Regions from separate parts of the Zea mays genome. Here region 1 is linked to region 2. Evidence: chromatin contacts called from public Hi-C data. All regions are on one chromosome and are shown on one strand. Each heading gives the region's core, a stretch centred on a gene start, on an enhancer-like site or on the middle of the called end of the contact. The rest is flanking DNA. Distances are from core to core; before and after follow the strand shown. Region 1 holds the start of LOC100286139. Region 2 holds the start of ub2 (unbranched2).

The links. A called contact is a pair of places that touch in the nucleus more often than the background predicts.
Region 1: a contact with region 2 is called in a Hi-C map of leaf, with 4 times the contacts expected there. The contact joins the promoter of LOC100286139 here to the promoter of ub2 in region 2. A contact is called at or near these places in 7 of 25 Hi-C or Micro-C datasets (ear, leaf, tassel and 1 more) and 1 of 3 datasets of contacts at active chromatin or transcription factors (leaf).

What each region holds. Positions count from the first base shown.
Region 1 is chr1:192,553,572-192,558,725 of Zm-B73-REFERENCE-NAM-5.0, reverse strand. It overlaps LOC100286139, which reads left to right and starts at 1,941. Exons shown (of 3, transcript NM_001159027.1): 1 at 1,941-2,438; 2 at 2,614-2,843; 3 at 2,927-3,338. The coding sequence starts at 2,105. The coding sequence ends at 3,205.
Region 2 is chr1:192,382,832-192,388,116 of Zm-B73-REFERENCE-NAM-5.0, reverse strand. ub2 (unbranched2) reads left to right here and starts at 2,558. Exons shown (of 3, transcript NM_001362255.1): 1 at 2,558-3,429. The coding sequence starts at 3,041.

The DNA of each region.
Region 1 (5,154 bases), core at 692-3,191, 170 kb before region 2:
TCCCTAAATACGAGCAACTATTGAAGACTAAATTATTTTTTATTCTCCATAGCTATTTAGCAACTTGCTAAACAAGTTCTTTTTAAGATCTATTGGAAGCACCTTAATCGTTTTCTCTTGTTATATTCTAGTTCATAAGAGTGTCTCCAATAGCAGTAAAAACTTCTCTATACTAAGGGGTGTTTGCTTGGGATTATAATCTGCCTAGATTATATAATCCAACACATTATGAACTAATACTCAATTCAAAATTTGGTAGATTATAAAATCTGATCGTATTATAATCCCAAACAAACACCCGTAAATATAAATATTTTTTTCCTACATTCTCTCACGATATTATCTAAAACCTCTTCTAAATATAGTGGACAAACATCTATCATTTTTATTATATATATATAGACATTCTGTCATCTACTCTCTTTATTTTTATACTTTAGACAACATATTAATCAAAATAAAAAATATACAAAATATTTGACGGTATAACATACGTACATATATTTTTGTTAAAAAGACGCGTATCTGTAATATATAGATTTTTTATGTATAAAGTAAAATATATCTCTAATATATGTCTTTGATGATAAAATATGTGTTGGAGAGGGCTGGCACGTAGGAGGTAAGAGCATCCGGCTCTAATATATATCTCTAATTAGTCGGTTGCCCGTACGTTGCGACGGTTTACAACAATACCTACGTAAACTATCCACCAAAAAAATTCAATATTTTTTACTGATTGTCTCCGCTCTCCGTATAATATTTTTTGATTTGGCTAACTGATGTTATTGTTTATTTCATGCAATATGTCTTGGTACAACACGACCAATTGAGTGAGCGATTAGAAGAGAGTTCACAATAACTGACTAAACGAACATAGATTATAAAATGACATAATTCCATCATACAGAGACCAAAAAGAGAAAGTTTGTGAGCTCAAATTTCTAAAATAAGTCACATGAACTCAAACTTATAAAAAAGATTGATCAAAATATGGAGTGATTGCTAAAGTCAGGCATTAATAAAAACTGGATGCGCTCCATATAAATTATGCTAATTTGTAGCAATTACTAACGTTTAAAACCAACAAATAACTTTTCATTTTACTGTTAGTGTGACAAATCATTGTTGCTTCATCCAATTCGGCAACCTCAAACACCGTGGAGTCCATTGCGCCAATCTGGTCTCAGAAACGACCTAATGCTTGCAAGAGCAAGAACGTCGTGTCGTGCTTGGGCTGTAGCCTCGACCCGTAGTGCTGGCCCAACCTGACACGATTATATATATTTATTTATTTTACAAGAAAATATATACATATATATAATTTATATTCAATAATAAAAACATTTGAGCACAATGTTCTACTGGTTAGACAACTTCACCTAGTGTCTCCTGGCCTTCTTTTATCATGGCGAGGGGTTATTTGTTAAAAGATGACACGAGACGACCGTTGAAACTGATGCTTTAATATAGTATAGATATATGTCTTTGATAAATTTTAGTTACTTAATAGTAAAATAGTTATCTAACAGGCTAACCATTTAACTCGATAAGATATCCGGCTCTATATTGAGTTATTGACTCATTCACTAACCAAATTTAGTTAGCAAATCACGCTAGTCAAGCTAACTTGCATATTGGGAAGTTTTTTGAAATGAGATGTTATATATATCGCCTGATTGGATGCCTGTATCTAAACGCGCAGGCTCGGGTGGCCCTGGCTGACCCGATACGACAATTTTCTGTGTACGAGTGGATGCAGCCAAATAGCTATAAAATAGCTTGTTTTGCATCCGCTCATACAGTCTGCGTCTCTCTTGTGCAGGCAACCAAACAAGAGCTCAGATAGAGTTAACGCATACGGTGGTTTAAGACGAGATGGTATGGGTAACCAAACATATGGATAGAGTTTAATCTATACGAAAGATAAATAAAGAGTCAAATAGAAAGTTAAAAATAAATAGTTTCTCGTAGAAATTCTAAGTCGGACAACAAACAAGCAGGAGAGAAGAATCAGTGATCTGTGCTGTGAGTACCTGACCTCTTCCAGACAGCCTCTGAAATCCCCTTCGGCCCTTCCTGCTCCAGCGGGAGCGCACCAGCAATGTCGTCGGCGGGGCCACCGCCGCCGCTGCCGCCGTGGAGCAGGCTGGAGGGGCAGGTGGTGCTGGTGACGGGCGCTTCCTCCGGCATCGGACGCGACTTCTGCCTCGACCTGGCGCGCGCCGGCTGCCGCGTCGTCGCCGCCGCCCGCCGCGCCGATCGTCTCCGCTCGCTCTGCGACGAGATCAACGCCTCCGCTGCCTCCCGAGCCCCCCGCGCGGTGGCTGTGGAGGTCGACGTCGCCGCCGGTGGTTCGGCCCTGGAGGCGGCGGTGCAGAAGGCCTGGGACGCCTTTGGCCGTATCGACGCCTTGGTCAACAACGCCGGCATACGAGGTACGACTATCCACGAAATCTGAGCTCGAATATCTTCGTTTAGGCATCTAGTAACTGCCAGATGGAAATATGCACCGAACCAAATTTAGCCCAGTCCCCAGTTCGTTAGCGAACCAAGAACGTATCGGCTGGAACGTATGGTAATATCTGTGTCTCTTGTTTTATTACGCTTCAGGTGCAGTGCATTCTCCATTAGATTGGCCCGAGGATGAGTGGGACAGAATCATCAAGACGAACCTTACCGGATCATGGCTCGTGGCCAAACATGTCTGTCGACGCATGCGTGATGCCAAGCTGAAGGGTTCAGTGGTTAACATCACCTCTATTGCTGGCCTTAACCGTGGGCATCTGCCTGGCTCCACGGGATACGCATCCTCAAAGGCTGCTGTGCATTATGCCACCAAGGTAGGTAGCACTGCTATTCCTGATCGCACGTTTGTTTCGCACCTGTGTGTTCATAATAACTCAACCCAATGATGTCTTCGCAGATTATGGCTTTGGAATTGGGCGCGGATCGCATCAGAGTGAACTCGATTGCACCTGGACTCTTCAAATCAGAGATAACTGCTCCTCTGTTTCAAAAGAGGTGGTTGAGCACCGTTGCTTCAAAGATAGTGCCGCTTAAGGAGCATGGCGCTACTGATCCTGCATTGACGTCGCTGGTCCGTTTTCTGATCCATGAAGCATCGTCGTATGTGACTGGCAACATCTTCATTGTAGACTCAGGTGCCACCATACCTGGTGTTCCGATATTCTCATCCCTGTAATTCCCCCCCTTAAGGTTTAGTTCATTGTACCTTAGTTTCATATGGTTGCATAAAGCAGACAGTTAAAGACTCCATGGAGGAAGCACTGCTGGCTGTATAGTTCATTCCCGACAATATTCCATCATTTTTGCTGTCCACTATTGTTTTAATGTATTTTCTCCAGAGACGCGTAGTTTGGTACTTGTATAGAATGACAATCTTTAAGATACTCCTTTATTGTCTAATCTTTCAAAACACCAATCAGGATGAATAAATTGCCTAAAAGTGTCATTTAAGCACATGAGTCATGGCTCATGACCAAACATTTGCTTTTTTGCTCCATGGATCCTTTTGTAAAGAAAAGGTTAGCGAATGATCAAGTCTGTTCGAAGTATTACTTCTTGTTAAAAGATACACGGGAATGCTCGCTTCCGAGCGTTCCACGCGAGCTCCTCCTCTTGCGCAGCGATGCGTGCGGTACGTGCCCGCGTGTGGACCTATTTGGATGTTGCTCGGCGTGGGTGTGGGCCCGTAGAGGGGACGACACCACCAGTCTCAGGGTCGTCCCGTCCGTGCTCGCGTGGATCTCGACCTCCACGACACGGCCCCCGACATCGACGCGCCGGCGTCCGCGTGCTGTGACGGTCGTCGCTGCCGTCGTCGGCGGAGGGGATGGCTCTGTCTACCATTGCCGTGCGTCGTGCCGCGAACTGGATGGCTCGGATTGGGGATGACGAAGCGTGTGGGCAGCCGACTCTTCGTGGGGACGGCGCGGGCTTGGTGGCCGGCGCTTCAACGTTAGTCTAGGTGAGTGCCCTCCTCTTTAGTGTCTCACCTGTGGATTTCGTTAGGAGCCGCGCGCTACTGTACTCCAGTGCATGTGCGCATAGCGTTAGATGGGGATTGTTCACCGGATTCTAAAATCCCACAAAACCGCGTGTTGCTGTGCCTCCGTGTGTGCTCCACATCCATCGCATAGCGTGTGCTTTTCCAAAGCGTCAGCTCGTTGTTCTCCCGTCCTTCCGCCATAACGCCCATGCCGATGCCCATGTGCATCTTCCTCTTTCCCTCGACTTGGTACAGTGGTACCTGTTGGGTGTGTCCTCTACAGCCGGTCAATAGAGACCGAATTGGGCTTAACCCAACTATCGTCTCTTTAAATCGGGCCCTTGATCGGGAGGGCCCATGCTAACCTCGGTTGGAGCCCCAATACACACGACTATATATATATATATATATGACTAAGGGGTCGCAGGAAAAACTAACGCTAGTACCTCGCCACAAAACCCTAGTCCCCAGAGGCCCACATCGCCTAGGCATCGGAGTGTCTGGAAACGCGACAGCCTACAACGGCTCGAATCCCGATGCCTGCTGCTTATCTGCAGAGCAATGGAATCAAGACGGAATGTAGACGACAACATCGACAACTCTCCAACAACAACAACAAAGGTGTGTTTCCCGGTTCCTCTAAGTAGAACAGATCTACTCGTCATCGAGGTTTTACTTCCATTTACGGATTGTGGATTGGTATTCTAGGGACTTAGGAATCGATCCTAGTCACTATAGAAATCTAACAATGGTATCAGAGGCATCCTAAATCCCCTAGATCTCCTAATCCGCATCGGTTTTATGAGATCATAGAAAGGTCTCGGATCAATGTGATTGAACTCATTTTTTATCATCGTAAATCACTCGAGAACAGAAAGATTAGAATAGAGCGAAAGAATTTTAGATCTCTCGGCTACCTAACCCTAAATCTAGGGTTTTGGTCACTGTTAGAGACTGGATCTTGGCTAAACATATGAAAATCCAAGATAGTAAAAACATATCAATGTTTTAGGGTTAGGGTTTGATAACCTAACCCTAATCGGTTTTAAAACTGGGTCAACAGAGGCTTTAAATACCCGCTATGCATATTTCAATAGAGTTCCTAGTAAATCAGTGGCTAAAACTCCATATGAGTTGTGGAC
Region 2 (5,285 bases), core at 1,309-3,808:
CGACCTCGGAGGAGCCTCCGCCTCGCCCGACCTAGGGCTCGGACCGACCATGTCACAGGGGGGCCATCATTACCCTACCCCTAGCTAGCTCAGGCTACGGGGAACAAGACCGGCGTCCCATCTGGCTCGCCCCGGTAAACAAATAATGATGGGGCCCCGCATGCTCCATGACGACGACGGCTCTCAGCCCCTTACGGAAGCAAGGAGACGTCAGCAAGGATTCGACAGCCCCGACAGCTGTCCTTCCACAGGGCCCAAACGCTCCTCCGACGGCCACGACATCACATGAACAGGGTGCCAAAACCTCTCCGAATGCCACGACAGCATGTACTTAGGGCTCTAGCTCCTCTCTGCTAGACACGTTAGCACACTGCTACACCCCCATTGTACACCTGGACCCTCTCCTTACGCCTATAAAAGGAAGGTCCAGGGCTCTCATACGAGAAGGTTGGCTGCGCGGGAGAACGGACCGACGCATAAGGCTCTCGCTCTCTCTCTCTCTCCCACGCGAACGCTTGTAACCCCCTACTGCAAGCGCATCCATCCGCCCTGGGCGCAGGACAACACGAAGGCCGCGGGTTCCCCTTACTGTTCTCCCCCCTTTGTGTCCCGTCTCGCACCGACCCATCTGGGCTGGGACACGCAACGACAATTTACTCGTCGGTCCAGGGACCCCCCGGGGTCGAAACGCCGACAGTATTATTAATAAAGCCAGGCATTTGAACCTGCTTCATCTACCTCTACCAAACAGATGTGGATAGGACTTCTCTATTGTCCAATATGTTGATGACACTCTTTTGATAATGGAAGCTTGCCCAAAGCAGTTATTCTTCCTAAAAGGAATTCTCAATTCATTTGCAACATCAACCGGTCTCAGAGTGAACTACAACAAATCAAGCATGTATCCGATCAATGTTAACTCTGAGAAAATGGAGATTCTCTCAAGAACGTTCAATTGTCAGACCGGACCAATGCCATTCACCTACCTTGGTCTGCCATTGGGTCTTTCAAAGCCACGACTTCAGCATTTTCTTCCCCTGATACATAGAATTGAAAAGAGATTGTCCTATTCCTCTAAATGTTCATATTGTTTTATAAGTGGCTATGGAAAAACAAATGCCAACCAAAGCACAAAGTTTTCTACTGATTGTGGTTAAAAACAGACTTAACACAAGGAATATGTTGAGACGAAAGAACATGGCACTTGAGTCATATTCGTGTGAAAACTGCATTTGACAAAAGGAGGAAACTCTATATCACCTGTTTCTTAGATGTAACTTTGCAAAGGCCTGCTGGAATTCCATTGCTATGACCCCTCCTAGAATTGCTCATCCGGAAGAAGCCTCGGCTAACCTCAGGCAATAACTTAATATTCCTTTCTCTATGGAAATAATCATCCTCATGACATGGAGTATCTGGAAATGTCGAAATGCATGGATATTTAAAAACAAAGACCCAACAGTGCAACATTGCAAAAATAAATTCTCAAAGGAATTACTCCTGGTCATCTAGAGAGCAAGAGGAAAATATGACAATTCAATCCCAGACTGTCTTAATCAGTGGCAGTCTTAACCCTATAGCTCATTCGGTTTACCTTCTCAACTATTCAATTAGGATTCTCCTGTACATACACTACGCTGTAATTTACCATTATTAATACAAAATTTACAGTAGGAGTCTCTCCCTCCTGATCTTTAAAAAACCACTTGATCACCTTCTCCTTACGTTCAAAGGACAACACTATTACTTCGTTTGGATGTTGGAATTTGGTAGCAAGGAATCGAATAGATGTTGAATACCAAATCGCTAAAGATATTTAGCGCTCCCCTATCGATGCAACGCTGCTCGCTTGAGCCCCTCTATGCTCTACAGTACAAGGGCTATACACAGGAATCCGCGAAATTCGGCCTGAGGCTATCCGCAGCGGTTCTTCCTAATTTTTCCCTCTATATCACTTTTTTGCGTCACATCATCAACATTTCACCCCCTATTTTTTTCATCTCCCGCAGCGGTTCCCCCTATATTATCCCCTATACCCAACTAAAAATATAAAATATCATTATCTAACCATATTTATCTTTTATTACTATTTTTATCAATTATTAAATAGGGGAGCACTGTGCAAGGGGCGCTACAGTGCTCCCCTTGATCTGGGGGACGTGCGCGCCCTCTCCTTACGCTGCAGCGCGTAGGGGCTCTTTAGTGTCAGTCGCTGCGGGCCTAGAGATCCCGTACGTGAGAGACAGAGGAGGGGTCACGGCGTCGCAAGCGCTGCGGCCAGTCTGAGCAAACCAACCCTTTGTCTGAAATGTCGTGCGCGCGCATTATTTGTTAGTTAGGTAAAATAATATTTTATGGCTGAGGTAGGGAGCGGAAGAATTTAGGAGAAAACCCGTTGCAGAAAAGAGAAATGTAGGAGATAAAATCTGATGATGTTGCGCGCGGTGCCGCCACAAGCCCACAAGCTTGCGCAGCCTCCCTCCGCCCGTCCCTGGCGTCTACAAAAAGCCCTCGGCAGGTGGCGAGTGGAGACGCTCCCTCATACCTACCAGCCAAACCAAGCAAGCAGGGAATCCCCACAAGGCAGCAGATGGAAGCGAAAGGTGGCGGTGGCGCGGCGTGGCGCGGGCGCGGGCGCGGCTAGCTAGGCCGGCTCGTGTGCGTGCGCGAGGAGACAGCCACAGCCATACAGGGATGCTGCCTGCTTCGTGACCGTGCTGGTGGTGGTGGGCTGCAGCCTGCAGCTCGTATCACACGCCCACAGTGCAGGAAGGAGGGAGTGGAAGAAGAGAGAGGAAGTTGTTTTTAAAGGCAACAGCGAGTCCCGCTGCTGTCCCTCTCCTTCGCCACCTCCCTCCCTCACTCTCTTCCCTCCCTCTCGGAGGAGGAGAGAGAAGAGAGGGAGCCAGTCCAGCTCCAGCCAGCCGGACGCCCGGACCAACACCACCCCGCCTCCCCCTCCCCCCGCCCCACCGGCCCGCCCTCTCGCGCTGCCGTACCCACGGCCCCACGCACGTTCACAAGTCTCGTCGCCGCCGCAATGGAGTCCGGCGGTGGCGGGGACGACCAGCTGCACGGCCTCAAGTTCGGCAAGAAGATCTACTTCGAGGACGCCGCCGGCTCCAGCAGCGGCAGCAGCAGCGGCGGTGGCAGCGCGCCCGCGCCTCCAGCGACGCAGCAGCCGTCGCCGCCGGCCGCTTCGCCTAGGGCCCCGGCCGGCGGCGGCAGGAGGGGCAGGGCCGCGGCCGGCGGCGCGGGCCCCTCGACGGCGCCCGCGCCCGCGCGCTGCCAGGTCGACGGCTGCAACGTTGACCTCACCGACGTCAAGCCCGCCTACTACTGCCGCCACAAGGTGTGCAAAATGCACTCCAAGGAGCCCCGCGTCCTCGTCAACGGCCTCGAGCAGCGCTTCTGCCAGCAGTGCAGCAGGTCACCACCCAGCCCCGCCCCGCCATTGCTGCACAGTTGCACTCCCCCCCTCTTCCACCTCCACCTCTCATTCAATTGATTGTTTCCAGTTGTCACTTGTTGGTTGCATTCGCTCTGCAGTCTGCTCCCCCGTGTTTTTTTTTCCAGTCCCACTCCCTTCATTCACAGTCTAGGGTTTTAGGGAGGCTACCTAGACGAAGACCAGACGGTTTCAGGTCCATCATACCACGGACACGCTACAAAACTATAGATGCGCTAAACAGTGGGAGCTAGGGAAAGAAACTTGGCTCGGTTTGACGGAGCTTCCATCCCATTTCATCTATGGCGACGGCTTCTCCTCCTGAAGCTGAACAAGAACGAAGGAGGAAAAAAACAAAAGCTGCTTTGGCATTACTGCTACGCTTTAATGTTTCGCTTGAATGGTGCTCATGAGCACAGGTAGGTCTGATGGATGCTCCTCCTAAAAATATGATAGAGTGATGTGACTCAGCCTGCCCCTGCCCTGCCCTGCCTGTCTGTCAGTTCGCTTTGCATTAGATTCCACCGCTAATACTACTCGGGTATCCCAGTGAAGCCTGTCAGCTAACAAGCCATTACAATAAGCGATTAGTAGCCTTGAGCCTGGTTATACGTGTGGTCCCCAAAAAAGGAACAGCAACAGTGAGGAATTTTCAAAGGAGTCTTTGCTTTGCCGATGCAGTAGTATTTTAATTTAGAGGAGTCCCAACTTTGCACAGGTTGACACTATCCATTGTTTTAGCTAGCTAGCCTGCCTCAAATATAGCATTATACATTGTTTGTCCCCTGTACTTAACCATACTACATCGGGCATCCTTCGCCCCCGCCCCCCCCCCCCCCCCCCCCCCCCCCCCCCCTTTTTTTTTTTGCATTATGCAAATGGTCCCCCGAGGAAGAACAAGTTGTAGCCTTTGCAATGTGTTGTTCTTGGCGCTGCAACTTTACAGGTTGTACGATCCTGTTCATCCGGTGTAAGATCTGGAGGATTTCTAGTCCCTTCAGGTGCTACACCAAACTAGACTGTTCCTGGAACAGCTTTGTTTCCTTTGGATACAATTAGCATTTTCATTCATAAATCTTAATTCAGTCATCTATCTAATTTGACATACAATAGAGAGAGAGAGAGAAACTAAACATGATGGTGGCGAGCTGCATCTAATTTGATATGGGTAGGGCCTGGACACATTACCCTAGCGGCGACCGCAGGCTTTGTGCTTTAGGACTAGGCTACAGGAGTGTCCTCATGTCCCCAGCAAAAGAGAAGGGCGCCACAGTTCTGGATTTGGGGCTCTCTACTAAACCACACTGCCACTTATAGCAACAAGGCATATCATTAGAGAAGAGCTAAGTTGGACCAGCCACCAGTACCACTTGGCGTTATTAGATGGAAACCTCATTATTGGTGGGTGTGTACTGTTGTGTTAAGCCCGGCATCACACATCTCTATGAAATGATTACACACACACTTTCTCTTTGCTTTTCTTTTCTTTTTAGTATGGATGTGCAGGTGTCATTATGAGCGGCATAAGACAGAGGTTAATGTTAATCTTTAATGGGGGATGTGCAGTAGTACAACCCTAACCTAGGGAGAAGAGAAATGTTACTCTCTTTGATGATTGTACTGGCATTCCCACTGGCTTTGACCTAAAGTGTGGTTTCCTATATCCATGTCGCGCTAAGCGCTATGCATGTTGCTAGCTACTACTGAGATAAACTAGTGCCTTCAACTTGCTACGTACTGTCCCACCATTCAGCTTGCACTTTATTCTACTGTAAGAGTTACTACTATGGTAAATGGTTTATGCTTGGTCCATGGAACTTTTTTACTGCCTGATTTG